Regions from separate parts of the Macaca mulatta genome. Here region 1 is linked to region 2. Evidence: chromatin contacts called from public Micro-C data. All regions are on one chromosome and are shown on one strand. Each heading gives the region's core, a stretch centred on a gene start, on an enhancer-like site or on the middle of the called end of the contact. The rest is flanking DNA. Distances are from core to core; before and after follow the strand shown.

Region 1 (4,103 bases), core at 1,399-3,898, 180 kb before region 2:
CCTCCCAAAGTGCTGGGATTACAGGCGTGAGCCACCGTGCCCTGCCTATTTTTAAATAATTTATAAGATGGGGGTCTCACTATGTTGCCCAGGTTGGGGTGCAGAGGCTATTCACTGCGCTCCCTCATGATCATTGTGCACTGTGACCTCCAATTCCTGGACTCAAGAGATCCTCCTGTCTCAGCCTCCCAGACAGCTGGTACTACAAGTGCACGCCACCAAGCCCAGCCGGGTGGTCATCTTAAAACACACGTCTGATCATGTCACCCCTCTGCCCAGTGGATTCTCTCCAGTGGATTCTCACCTTATTTGGAATAAAAACCAAAATCCTTACCAGCGACTACAAGGCTTTACATGATGTCTCCCCCGACTTTCCTTCTCCAACACTCTCCCCCTCACTCACGTAGCTCCAGCCTTGCTGACCTCCTTGCATTCCACACGCACACTGTGCCCCTCCTTCTGCTCCCTTTGCCTGGGGCACCGTTGGCATCTCCTCCTGACTCCCTTTCTTCTTCCTGGGTTCTGCCCAGTGCCTCCTTATCAGAAGCCCTTCCCTGATGATGCTGCATAGAGTAACATCCCAGCCCTGTCTCCATCTCCGGGATCCACTCTTCCTCGCACTTAGGACCAGCTGACGTGTGTGTGTGAATTGCATTTGGTAGTTATCATCTGTCCTCCTACTAGAAATTAAGTTCCACAGAAGTGGGGGCTTTGTCTTGTTCTGTGCTGTTCTCCCAGCTACAGAGAGGATATTAGAGGATATTTGTTGATTGCACCAATGAGTACTATCTAGGATGAGAAATCTAAGAAATTAAAAAGGGAAAGGCCAGCTTTCAGACAAAGTATGGTGGGTATATTTCCTATGATTCATAAGCTTACCTGATTTTTTTTAGCATTCACGGCCAGGGTGTTATTCACAGCCTTACATTGTCAGTCTACTGCTGTGTTATATTTTAACCTACATCAGAACAAAATTCCTTGAGAACATGGACCATAATTTTTCCCTTATACATAGTCCTAGCTCAAGGGAAACAACCACCAAGTCCAGTTAGCAGCATCTGCCACGGATGCAGGGGGAGGGTGTGGAGGCATCTCCCCATGTCTCTGCTGACTTGATGCAACAGAAAGAACCTAAGGACGCAGGAGGAGTCCTATGGCCCTGGTTCAAGTCCTAGGACCACCACTTGCTAGTCATATGAGTAGTAATTATTTCTCAGAGTCTCATTTTCTCATTTGTATAAATGAAGATTGTAATATTTTACCCAAAAGGGTTACTGTGAGGATTCAAGAGAAAGCAGATAAAGTACCAAGCACACACCTGGAACACAGCAAGACCCTCAGTGAATGCCACGAAGATTCCCCTCGCCGAACCACACAGGCTACAGTAGTCAGAAAGCACCCACTGGTAAAAAGAAACTCATAAAGTTGCCAACAGAAGAGCCAAGTTCATGTAGAGACATGAGTGGTGATAAGAGACATGCAGTTTTCTGGGTCAGGAGAGCAGCTGATATATGATCCAGGGTATCGGGTATGTCCAAGTGAGCGATCTGGGGACTACAGCGGGCTCTGATGTCTGTGCTTTGTCAGAGGGTACATACTATTCTCCCTGAAATCCCCTGAGGGAATATATTTGAAAGCTATAAAACTGTACGGTGTGGCATAGGGTATCTCCTGGCTTCCTCCTGTTTCTGGGGTCTTTCTTCGCTGCGTAGAGAAGACCTTATCCATGGGAAATTTCTGTCCTCAACGGTAGCCCACTTGCTCCTTGGGACTTTTCAGACATTTTATTTTGTTCTTGAGTGTCTGACCCCTTCTCATCCCAGGAGGTTCTCACCCCACTGGCTCTGCTTCCTCTTCTCATAGCGGACCCTGCAGTCACAATTGTGCAGTATTTCCCTGCTCATTGCAATCACCGTCTCTCTGCTAACATTGTAAGAGTTAGGCAAATGACAAGCCTGGGAAGAGGCACAAGGGACACGCTCTGCTCTTCTGTTAACAAGTAGCACGCTACAAGGATGCTAATCATAGAGAACGGGAGCTGGGAGATTCGGAGACAACACTGTGCAAACCCAGCGGATACCCTTCCCAGGCTATTCTGAGAGCTACCGGCCCCCAACCTCTCCCACAGCTTCTGCCCCCTGAGAAGCAGCATGGCCCCATGGCCCCAGGACCTCACTCATCTCCCGCTCCCCCATCCTCTGCCCTGTCCTGGCATGTCCCTAAAAGGGACATGTTAAAACCGAAAAGAGGCAAGGAGGTGCTTTCTCCCAGGAAGCAACGCACTGCTCCATCTCCCACCCCACCTGCCCTCAGCGTCTCTTTGGCTAGGCCTACTTAGCTGAGAGCAGCTCCGTGGGTATGAATGACCTAGGCTCCTGCTTCTGGAAGCGTGTTTGGAAGGAAGCAGGGAAGATATTGAAAGGTAAAGCAGGAAAACTGGAAGATTTTATTCCCAAGTTTTTTCCTCGAAGACACTTTAACTTTCTCCATTTCTTCTTCTCATTTACCTCACCATCGCCATGGACATAGGCTCTGTACACCAAGGAGCTGAACGAGAGGAATCCAGGAGAGCCACAGAAAGGACAAGGGAAACCAGTGCAGGGGGGATGGACGCACATCCGCTGACCACGTAAAAGCCAGGCCAGAAGCTAGGCCCTCAGATACGTTAGGTTTTCTCGGTGCCTTTCAGAGCCATCTTGGAGCCTGAAAAAACAAAAAGAAAAAAAGAGAGAGAGAGAGAACATTGGCAATACTAATCCTGTTTTGTTGTTGTTGTTGTTTGTATTGGTTTGTTTGTTTGTTTGTCTGTTTTTTTAGACAGAATTTGTCTCTGTCGCCCAGGCTAGAGTACAATGGCGTGATCTCAGCTCACTGCAACCTCCACCTCACAGGTTCAAGCGATTCTCCTGCCTCAGCCTCCCAAGTAGCTGGGACTACAGGCATGCATCACCACACCCGGCTAATTTTTATATTTTTAGTAGAAACAGGGTTTCACCATGTTGGCCAGGCTGGTCTTGAACTCCTGACCTCAGGCAATCCACTCACTTCAGCCTCCCAAAGTGCTAGGATTACAGGCGTGAGCCACTGTCCCCAGCCACTAATCCTGTTTTTAAACTTTGGTATTTTTATTTATGATGAAATATTTTGCATTAATTTTGATGTTTAGAAATATTGTATTAAGGCCAAGCATGGTGGCTTACACTTGTAATCCCAGCACTTTGAGAGGTCGAGGTGGGTCGATCACTTGAGGACTTCAAGGCCAGCGTGGGCAACAAAATGAGACCTCATCTCTACCAAAAAAAAAAAGGTTCTTTTAACCAGGCATGGTGACACATACCTTCAGTCCTCCCCACATGGGGGAGGCTGAGGCGGGAGGATCACTTGAGCCCAGGAGTTTAAAGCTGTAGTAAGCTATGATCACACCACTGCATTCTGCTCTGGGTGACAGATAGAGACCCTGTCTCAAAACAAATTTCTATATTCATTACTAATATTTTTGGCTCCCCCTTAAATGTGCAGTGGAAGCAAGTGCCTCTCTGCCTCACTCTGGTCCTGGCCCTGATGAGATTTAGCCTAGCTGATGGAACTGGTCAATTCACCTGGTTGATGATTTTTTTTTCAGAAAGAAAGAGTGAAAGCTCTAAAAATAATCTTTAAAAATCAAAGTATTTTTTTTAAATGTGCAATTCTGCTACAATAATTAAGAAAAGAGTAAAAGTCTCAGTCACAAAAAGAAACCAAATTTAGACACAATTCAAATCCTTTATCTTCTGACAAAGCCAAGGTACTTCACCTTCTCAGCCACCAGATGTCTCTGTACGCTCCCCGCAGGCCTCTGCACAGGGCACTGCAGATAACGTCATATGTGAAATCGGCTGTTTTTAACCAGCTCTAAAGAGACAGCACATACAAAGAAAAAAAAAACCAGTTTGAAACGTAACAGCTTCAAATACCAAATGTACAGTGATCCACCCATTTATCCAGGATTTCTGGCTAACAGCCAAGTGCTTATGATAATAAAATCTATTAACAGATTTAAGCTAAGAAATAGATTATTAGAGTCAGGTTGTCCTAATCAATACACTTTCTAGAATGTTCCTACT
Region 2 (3,834 bases), core at 416-2,915:
GCATTTTAAACTTTAAAACTGTAGCTGATAATTTTCTTAGATATTTTGTAATCAATAAAATTTCTCTGTAATATTTTTAACAGGTAACATTTGCATTTGATTCAGTAAAAAAGCAAATTAAACTCGCTTGGATTTTGCAAAAACATAATTTTTTTGTTTCATAACTGAATATTATTTATAATAAAACACACCTTTAGGGTAGACTTGACTGAATTACTGCAAATAAAAGTAATTTTAACCTACAAACCTTCATACTTCTAATTCAAGGACGTCTATTTTACTTTAGCATGACTTTCAAGCACCCTGGTTTAATTTCAGAGAACCTGCAGAAATGAGAAAAGAGTTATTTTAAAGATGAAAATTTCAAATTAGCTAAGGAATATACCTTGTAATCAATTCCAAGTACCTATGCTTAATATAATATTTACTGCCAAAGTATTAACCCTTATTAAGTCAATATCCAAGACCAACATCTAGGTTTATGTTCCTTTTATCTACGGTCAAAAGAAATACAATCTTAAAGCTGGGGGTTGCTCCTGACTTAGTAGTTAGTATAACTTAAGATTTGTTAAAACTCTTGAGGCCTGAATTTTACCTTCATGAAAAAGAGTATGCTGTAGGAAGAATAAAGTTTTGGTGCATCATGAAAGCACCAAGAAGAAATCTCTGATATATCAGGTAATTCTGATTAATCTGGCCATGCAATGCTTTCAGCTCTATCCGTAAAGAATTTAAAGGAAGACTAGTCTCTAAAATAGATAATTAATCTCAACATGATAATGTTCCAGTCTAACTACTCCTTTTATAAAAATAACTCTGATGTGTCACCTGTTTTATGCTCATAACTTATGCTACCATTTTCAATAATGTAGCCAAATAACATCTTATTACATGGCATAAAATAAATATGCTACACTGAAATTGGTGGGTAGGAGTTAATGATACACATCTGCAGGAAATCTATCCATCAACGGATTTTTCATCTTTGACTTTCTTGTCATTTTCTGTTATTAAATTATCACTTAATGAAAAAGAACATTTCATGTTTGTCAACACAGGTCATTAATGGCATTTAACTTATGAAAACAAATACATTCATATTAAATGGAATATTTCTGCTAAAGTTTAAACGTACCTAAATTATAACTATATTTCAATAGAAGCCACCCAATTCCATCCAAAATCCACAAATACTTATTTCCTTTCTAAAGAAGAATAGCAAATCTTAAAATATGATACATATTACCTAATTATTTTGCATATTATCAAATAAACATATTTTCTTTTAGAACTTTAAATTTATGAAAGTTTTATCAGATGATTATCGGCAACAAACACATTTTTCCTTATTTCTGGTTTGCCAGACAACATAAATCCAGCAGGGAAAGTTATATCATAATTTAAGCATGAATCTGTGGCTGAAATCAGATGATTAAATTTCGTTAACTATTTTAACAGATTGTTCTGAGTATGCTATTAGTGTTTATTTACCTAGCTATATGAGGGCTACTGCTATTATCAAAAACAGAAATCTATACTCGCAGAAATCTCTGATACAGCTCTATATGGGCAGTTGCCATTATCAATAACAGAAATCTACACTCACCTGAAGCTATGGCTTATGAGGTACTTAATGACAGCTGGTTTGATGCGAGCAACTCCTCCCTGGCTGTGGTTTCCTCTCCCCGTAATCACAGACAAATAAGGCTTCCCACCATTCTGCTTAAATTCTGTTACAACAGAAATTAGGGGAGTTAAAATTCATTTATCTTACATTCTCAGTAGAAAACGTAAACCTTAGCTGCTCAAGTACATGAAATTGTTTCCAAGAGGATTTTGGGGTTTGCCATCTCAAAACAGTAAGATAGATTTGCTATCTCAAAAAGCCCCCAAATTAATGTGTTTTAAAACACATAGCCTCATTGTAATCTATCCATCAAAAGATTTAAGTGGGACTTCTTCCTTTATGGGGAAAGAGATTTCTGTCCCTGAAATAATGATAATGGCAATAATAACATTAATGATACCTAATAATTACTACACAAAAGGAGTCAAATACTGCTTTAAGTGGCTTATATTTATTAACTAAGAATCTTTACAACAACCCTGTTAATTAAATATTCTAAAGCCATCAAGCTTTGTTCGGAATCATAGCTCTGCCACTAAATGACTGTGTGAACATGGACAAGTTACTTAAGTTTCTTTTGTACCTATTTTCTCATCAGGAAAAAGGGATAATGATGGCAACTAGTTTATAGATTATCTTCCAGTAATAGCTATTAGCAAATCCACTAATCACAGCTAGATTGCAGTCTTACTGTTAAAGATAATCAATTGTTAACAAACTTTTTCTAATAGATAGTTCTTAAAACATCAAAGGAGTCACAGCCTCCTAAAATACTGCAGTTCCACTTTGGAAATGACCTTGTGAAAATCAAGGATATAAATCCTGAAAACTAATAAAAGCTGTAGCAGAATAACAACAACAACAAAAAAACTATCAATGAGATGAATTAATAAATTGAAAATACACACACACAATATAAACATTCCATAGTCTGCTTATTAAATTGTCCTAATACGCCAATAGAATACAAACAAATGGTTTTTCAAGTATCAAATCTCCAAGATGGTATCAGCCTGGAATTTTAAAAGAATATGTTGCTCTTGCATTTCTAATTCCTTGTCTGTTTATGATCCCCATCTCTAATCCATATCTATTACTTCAAGCAATATGTTGTTCAAAATTCAACTGAGTGCTAGTTTCACAAAGGTATTCACAGTGCACAAAATTCTAGGTATATTGTATAAAACCTTTTTACGAGCTTTTTACAAAGTTTTTGCACTATATACCTATAGTTTTGGACACTGTTCTTTACGAATGTTATATTACATATAAAAGTTTACTTTGGCCAGGCACAGTGGCTCACGCCAGTAATCTCAGCACTTTGGGAGACTAAGGAAGGTGGACCACTTGAGCTCAGGAGTTCAAGACCAGCCTGGGCAACATGACAAAACCCCATCTCTACTAAAAATATAAAAATTAACAGGGCATGGTGGCATGCACCTGTAGTCTCAGCTACTTGGGAAGCTGAGTTAGAAGGATGGGTTGCACCTGGGAGGGGGAGGTTGCAGTGAACCAAGGTCACAACCAACTGTACTCCAGCCCGGGCAACAGAGCCAGACTCCCATCTCAAAAAGAAAAACTTGGCCGGGCGCGGTGGCTCAAGCCTGTAATCCCAGCACTTTGGGAGGCCGAGACGGGCGGATCACGAGGTCAGGAGATCGAGACCATCCTGGCTAACACGGTGAAACCCCGTCTCTATTAAGAAATACAAAAAACTAGCCGGGCGAGGTGGCGGGCGCCTGTAGTCCCAGCTACTCGGGAGGCTGAGGCCGGAGAATGGCGTAAACCCGGGAGGCGGAGCTTGCAGTGAGCTGAGATCCGGCCACTGCACTCCAGCCTGGGTGACAGAGCGAGACTCCGTCTCAAAAAAAAAAAAAAAAAGAAAAACTTTACTTACAGAAAAAGCCCAACTAAATCTCTAACCATAACTCATGCTCTTCACTACGGCTCCCCTTATCACTTAGCTCAATCATTTCTACCATTATCACCTGCTAATAGTTCATTTATTGCTATGAAAATATTCTCTAGTTGACTCACATGCCTCAAGTAAGAGTTCAAAAGATGTTTGTTGCATGAATTAATGTATATGCTTAGTTTCCCAAATACAGGCTGTTCTTGCTGTTTAACACCTTTGAAAAAACTGTTTAACTCATCTTTCAGCACACTCCAGATTTATTTCAACTGCAAATATTTCAGTACGTACCTCA

The links. Hi-C and Micro-C count contacts between places; a contact is called where the count stands out from the background.
Region 1: a Micro-C map of CD4 T cells shows a contact between it and region 2, with 16 times the contacts expected there. The contact joins the promoter of CHRNA9 here to the enhancer-like site in region 2. A contact is called at or near these places in 5 of 14 Hi-C or Micro-C datasets (CD4 T cells, blood, fetal cortex germinal zone and 2 more).

What each region holds. Positions count from the first base shown.
Region 1 is chr5:39,568,076-39,572,178 of T2T-MMU8v2.0, reverse strand. It overlaps CHRNA9 (cholinergic receptor nicotinic alpha 9 subunit), which reads right to left and starts at 2,648. Exons shown (of 6, transcript XM_001094288.5): 1 at 2,508-2,648. It also overlaps a transcript of RHOH not described here.
Region 2 is chr5:39,390,997-39,394,830 of T2T-MMU8v2.0, reverse strand. It overlaps N4BP2 (NEDD4 binding protein 2), which reads right to left. Exons shown (of 18, transcript XR_013417825.1): 16 at 1,607-1,730; 17 at 192-323. Among named protein-coding and RNA genes, the nearest start is that of RHOH, 45 kb to the left of the region's middle. Within about 2 kb of position 1,665, at least 3 of the 40 cell types and tissues checked have an H3K27ac peak or open chromatin away from gene starts, as enhancers often do. A contact at or near this core is called in CD4 T cells, where this site is marked.